2 separate regions of the Gossypium arboreum genome follow, and region 1 is linked to region 2. Evidence: chromatin contacts called from public Hi-C data. All regions are on one chromosome and are shown on one strand. Each heading gives the region's core, a stretch centred on a gene start, on an enhancer-like site or on the middle of the called end of the contact. The rest is flanking DNA. Distances are from core to core; before and after follow the strand shown. Region 1 holds the start of LOC108463775 (protein SUPPRESSOR OF QUENCHING 1, chloroplastic). Region 2 holds the start of LOC108456998 (solute carrier family 40 member 3, chloroplastic-like).

Region 1 (3,193 bases), core at 153-2,652, 250 kb before region 2:
AAATGTAAATATACAACCAATATATTCATCCAAACAACTATATTAGGTTGGCAGTTGGCTTACATTGATAAGGGCAATCCAGCAGCAGCTAAGTTAGCATCAACCTTGACACGATCAGCACTGGATGCAACAGCCACTTTTAGGCCTTTGTTTTTACACTGTCACACAGAATATTCCATCATATGATCATAAACCTGAGGTGACATCATTATCTCTCCAGTGACAATTGGCTTACGTACCTCATTAATGAGCTCAAAAGCACCTGGAAATCCTATTCCAGAATTAGGTTTTGCATACTACAAGAAGGAAAGAACTTTTTGTGTGAAAATTTGTTCACTGAAAAACACTAAAAATGGGCATTGTATTATTGTCCTTTCATAAGAAGAAAGAATAACTCTCCATATAAAAACTAAGTGCTGATTACCTTATCAAGATATATCTCAAAGAATCTCTTTTTTGCTGCCTCAGTGTTAAATTCTTTAACACCCTTAACAGAAGCAACGCCTCCTAAAAAGTTTGCTTCACCTGGTATATCAGTGAAGTAGAAATATGCAGGTAAAGTTAACAGCTCTTCATGACATCAAAATTAATTGACAATAAATCAGAAGAACTATTTGTCGCAGATTTACATATTTATGAAGAACTCTTTGAAACACATTTACTTCTTAATCAGCACCATACAATTAATCACCTACATTCCTCAAAATTCATACTTTTCCGAATCACTCAAATTTATGGAAGACTATCCATAACAGGAGAAACTTAAAATAAATATCAAGGGATCAAACTAAAATTTTACCCATTCCAGTGAAAGGAGCAAAGTCCTCCGCAATGACTTGGACACCCATCTCTGCAAAAACATCAACAGCAGCCTTTCTAGAAGGGTTCTCACTATTGCACAACACTCCATCCATGTCAAAAAGTACAGCTGTCACCTTGCCCCACTCTTGTTTACTAGTTTCTTTCACATTCTTTTCTTCCACCTTAACACATGCCTTTACCACCATTTTCCTTGTAAAAACTCTGCACTTGGATCTCCATTGAAAGAAGGAGGTTGCTGTTAAGATGGGTTTGGGTGATGAGAAGAAGGAGAGCTTTGTTGGATCAGATAGAGCAGTTGGAGTTGACAATAGTCTCACGGCCATAGCACAAACTCAGTTTTCTGTTTGAGTGGCGGTAACTGGCTCCTGGAAAGGAGCTTTTCAGGATTAAATTGTTTGGGTTTTTTTTTTGGTGGACTAAATCATCCTTGATGTAATTAAAACAGACCTTTGATTTGTTGGGCTATTTGTCCTTGTAGTGCACTGAAAATGGTTGGATGGTGTTTATACTATAAGTAGTGGTGGAGATGAAGCTCGTCTTCTGCTGATTATTTATTTGGTTGGCAATAATTGGTGCTTTATCCAATGCATTTGTATGGGTCTTAGTGACATTAAACTAGTGACAGGGGCCCACTAAAAATAGATAATGATAATTGAAGTAAAATTTGGTAAATACTCCATAATAAGTGTTTCCTCACCGTTAATATAAAAGGAAGTATTGTATGAAATTATGGTTACACTTATACCTAATTTTATTTCTTTTCAATAGAAAAATAATTAATTTTCAATTTTCTTCTTTTAATATAATATATATATATATAAAAGATAATTGTTGTTTACCTTGAGAATTTAAATATTATTTTTAAAATACAATAAATTGATTTTAAAAAATTGAGATGAAAAATATTATAAAAACAAAATTTTGTTTCGCCTATACATTAAGTATTTAAATGATGAAATTCATATCCATCAGTCAACTTATATAAAAAAATCTTAAAGAAATTTTACTTAAATCATATTCATTGAATACCTCAATAGTTGTAAAATCACTATATGAGAATAAAGACTCATTTCGTCTTGATGAAAATGATGAAGAATTTTTTGGTCATGAAGTACCATATTTAAAAGTTATAGACTTATAAGGCATTAATGTATCTTGAAACAACACACGACCTGATATAACATTCATAGTGAACTTGTTAACAAAATTTAAATTCTTCTTAAACACAGAGACATTGTATGAAATTAAACATGTATTTAGATGTCTTAAAAGAACCATCCATATGGAATTATTTTATCCAAGTGGAAGTTGAATTATTCTTTCTTTTTCTACCATTCTCTTTTGTTCTTTTATAATGATATTAGTTTATAATATTTATGAAATAATTAAAAATAATTTATAGTTATTTCAAATTATATTTTTATTAATAAAATAATATATCACAATATTTTATTTTTATTTCTTTATGACTTAATAATATATCATTTAGTACCAGAGTATGACATTTTTTTTATAACTCTCCCATACTTGACCCGATCGTCGGGTCAAGATATCAAAAGGCTACATTTGTTGTTGAAGCAATGATAATTAAATTAAATTCATTTCATCAATTCATTCAAGTTATTGGGGTCATTAAACATTTCTAATATAATTCAAACACATGTCTAAATTTTATACGAGCTTCTAATAGCTCTTTTAATAGTCAAACACAACAACGTGGAACCCTCGATGCTGCGACGTCACATATTGACTTATGTCATCGAGACGTGGTAATCTTGATGTCGTGACGTGCATTCTATTTTTAAAATTTTTCCATTTCTTCAAATTTCATCACCTATAACCCTATTCAAATATCAAATTTCTACCAATTCAATCAACATTCCATTCATATAAGTTCAATTCCAATCTCAAGAACACATAATTCATCATAAACTCATTCAAAAAGGCTAAGTTTATAATGTTAACAAAGAGTTTCAAGTTCTACAATTAAGTCCAACAAAAGGCTTATATTCACAAATTAACTTTACCTATGGACATATCATAGTTGATGTCGATCCTCCAATTTAGCACTTCAAGTCTAATCTTTACCTACGTATTGGAAAGTAACGTGTTAAGCTTATGACAACTTAGTAAGTATTACAAGAATTAAACTTTCTATTTAAGATTTAGCTAACATTAGAATATGTATAATTTCATAAAACTAATACTAATAAATAAGAATCATTTCGCAAGACGTGAATCACATACCGGATCCATTGACAATTTTCTCTTACCATATTTCATTGATATAGCCCATTGTAGACTAAATATAACATAGAGGATATACGAAACAATCACAGTATTGCACCTAAGTGCTACTTTTCATCGCATC
Region 2 (3,478 bases), core at 510-3,009:
TAGGAGGATTTTGAACATTGTTATTTGAATCAAACTGGAACGATCACCGATATCGGTTTGGAGAAAGGCGTTAGACCAGTTAACTTGGGAATTGATCTGGACTGGTTGATTGGGTGGTTGAACTTTTCTTTTAAATTTTTATTATTTTTTAATAATTTATTTAATAGAATAAATGCAGACCGATCGAATCGATCTTACCAGTTAAACCGATCGAATTAGTTGAAGTAGAAAACCAGTGATCTAATTAGTTCGATCACTAATTTGATTTTAAAAACCAGACTAGAACAACTAGTCAGACCAATTGCATTAGGTATAAGAAGACTAATGTGTAAATTAAAATTCAAGGGTTTAAAATTAAAATTGTGAAAATTATGGTATAAATGAAATTTTTGAATATTTATATTGTATTAAATTAAATGCATGAAGCTTCGCCGTTGTTTTTAGAATCGGATCGACCGATCAGACCGATTAATCAGGAATTGGTTGGAGTACGAGTCTAAAATAAAGGATCAGATTGATTGACTCATGGACCAGTTAAATCGACAATTGAACTAATTGAACCGATTTTATCTATTTTAATTTTTGAATAATTTATTAATTAAACCGATTAGATCGGTCAAACCAGGAACAAATGGTCTAACTGATTTGCTCATCGATCCAATTTTGAAAATCTTAAACTTGGTTGATGATATATTATAAGTAAAATTATTTATTTATTGTTTGGGCTTAAAAGGAAGTGTGAAAGAAGAGAGAACAAATTTTTTTTTAATGATTCTTGGATGTTGAAAATTGTAAGTTTTAAAATGGATTTTGAAATCCAAAATTTAATTTTATGAAATTAGACTTGGATTTATTCAAATTCAAATCCAACTTTTTATTTATTATCCAAATAAAAAATTTTAAATTTTAAATCCAAATATATATTTTTTTACCCAAATCATGGTTTCAAAATAAACCATTAAACAACTTTTTAATTTTTTTTTTCTCCAAAGTTTGGTAGGGGTGTTCAAGTTTCAGTTAAAAACGAATTAACTAATCGAACTGATCTAATTTGGTTAATTAATCGGTTAACCGATCTAGTTCGGTTAAAGGTTGGTTAAAAGTTTTTTTAAAATTTCAGTTAATGATTAATTCGGTTTAAAATTGGGTAATTAGCCAAATTAACCAAACTTTATAAATAATATTATAAATTATATGTATTAGGCTATTACTAATTCGGTTAAATGAATATTATCAATTTAATTATTTTTATATGTTTTATACTTATTTTAACAAAAAAATCAATTTCAGTTAATTCGATTAACCAACGAATTAACTGAAATATTTCGATTCGATTAATTTTTGTTGAAAATTTTTTGTTAGGTTAATGGTTAAAGAATTAAAAGTCCGGTTAATATTAGTTTGATTTGATTAACCGTTTGAACACCCTAAAGTTTGGAATTAATTATTAATTTATTTTTATAAATGTTTTGAAATTTTTGAATATTTGAATATTTTATTATTTTTTAATATTAATATTATTATAAATTGTTTATCATATCCATTTTTCTAATACAATAGTTAAAATAAAAGATAATATATTTAAGTGCATTCAAATTTACGTCTTTTTACACTAACAATAATATTAATATTAATCCAATTAGCACTCAATTAATTTTTTTAATTCAGACAATGGTACATGATCATACCACGGATTATTACAAGGATTTTTTGTGTATTTATTCCAAAAAAAAATCAAACTTCTTTTTTTGGTTATTATCATGGAAACTACTAGAATGTCATACTTGTAAATGAATTTCAAAAGTTTCGTACATCAAATGGCAACTTAGCTTGCCGTCTTTACACTGATTGTTGAGGAAAGGAAAATTAGTAACTAGGCTTTAATGGACCCACTTCCACAAGGGTGCCGCCACCCTTCAAATCTAGTGGCCACAAAATCTTTCCGCTCACCGCCGGACTCTTACGCAACAAATCATGCCACGGATAACCCTCCCCTTTCTTCATCATTTCAGCTTTCCCAAACCCTTCTTTCTTTCTGCCCCTTTAAATTGAAGGCTATATACAGTTACCAGATTGTTTTTGTTATCTAGAAACTCAAAAGCTCCTTTTGATTTCCTTGTGGCGCCAAACCCAGATAGCCTTTCTTGTATCTCAAAAACCAAACCAGTTCATTTCAGCAGTTAGAAAAAGGTTCCAACTTTTGTTTCTTTGGACTCATTTGAACCTAAACCCTGATAGCATTTGCTGTCTAACTAAACCCCAAGAGCGGTAAAATTTGCTCCTGATTGCTATTCAATTTGCTTTCTTCACAGCTGCATGAGTTTAGAAAAACTCAAAAGTGGGTATTGGTGCTTCAATTTCTGGAGCAATAACAAGTTAAATAAGCAACAGCTGAAGCTAGCATGGCAATGGTCGCGGTTACAAATTCTCAGCTCTCTTTCAATTTGTTTAACTTTTCTGTTTCTAGGAGAGAAGCCTTTATATCGAGACAAGCTGCTTCTGGAATTCACCATCGCTTCTCTTCTAGCCGATGGTTGAGTCTCAACTCCCCTCCTACTAATACTCATAGGTAACTCTTTAATTTGTTCTCTTAATTTAAATGTGGCAAAATGTTCTCTCTCTCTCTTTTTTCTTTTTTGATGTAATGTCTTATTGCATGAAGGACTGGTGATTCAAAGTCGAATTAGTCTGCAATTTGCCCTGAGAAAGCTATTTTTATTATATTTGAGATATTTGAATGAGGCAGCTAACAATTTTTTTTATTTGGTTTGTTTTTCTGTTTAGTCGTAGTTTTGACAGCTTTAAATTGAGATGTTCAATAACAAATACTGATGTGCATTTCAACCACGTGGCTATCGAGGATGAGGATTTATCAGCAACAGATAGTGATTGTTGTTGTACAACACCAATACTTCAGCTTAAATCTGATGTTCTTGAGACTGAATCTTTGAATATACTAACTGGGGATGCATATGTAGATAGTCTCTTAACAACACTCCCAGTATGTTCCTCTCTGTATATCAGTTTATTTACGACTCGAGTGTAAATCCAACAACATTTTCCTATCATTTTATTCTTTTTCTTGCCTAGGTATTATCAGAGGAGGAGCAGGAAGCTCTCGCTGCAACTCCAGCGCACCCAGAGGGATTATATGGTAGGACATTCTATTTTCATCTTATCAAAGCACAGTAAATAGATAATACTCTTGATAGACTTAAACTGATCCTATTTTGTGTCTCTAAGCAGTAAGTGTACAATGTGTTCAGAAGGTTAGGTATTGTAGTCCTCTGCTCTCTTTGTGCTTTAGGGATTAGGTTTCTATCAAGTTGTCAATAGAGCATAAACCTCTTTAAATTAACTTTCTTATTTTGTATGTTATCAAGTTCTGGAAACTTGCAACAATGTCTTGTACTTTTGTATCTTGTTCTATCATTTTACTAAATTGTGGTATTCATATTTCAGCATTTTATGCAAGTTG

What was found. Hi-C and Micro-C count contacts between places; a contact is called where the count stands out from the background.
Region 1: a Hi-C map of leaf shows a contact between it and region 2, with 5 times the contacts expected there. The contact joins the promoter of LOC108463775 here to the promoter of LOC108456998 in region 2. A contact is called at or near these places in 3 of 5 Hi-C or Micro-C datasets (all in leaf).

What each region holds. Positions count from the first base shown.
Region 1 is chr13:94,442,471-94,445,663 of ASM2569848v2, reverse strand. LOC108463775 (protein SUPPRESSOR OF QUENCHING 1, chloroplastic) reads right to left here and starts at 1,402. Exons shown (of 28, transcript XM_053024558.1): 1 at 800-1,402; 2 at 425-525; 3 at 240-296; 4 at 64-158. The coding sequence starts at 1,145.
Region 2 is chr13:94,194,326-94,197,803 of ASM2569848v2, reverse strand. LOC108456998 (solute carrier family 40 member 3, chloroplastic-like) reads left to right here and starts at 1,759. Exons shown (of 13, transcript XM_017755786.2): 1 at 1,759-2,569; 2 at 2,785-3,001; 3 at 3,091-3,154; 4 at 3,463-3,478. The coding sequence starts at 2,403.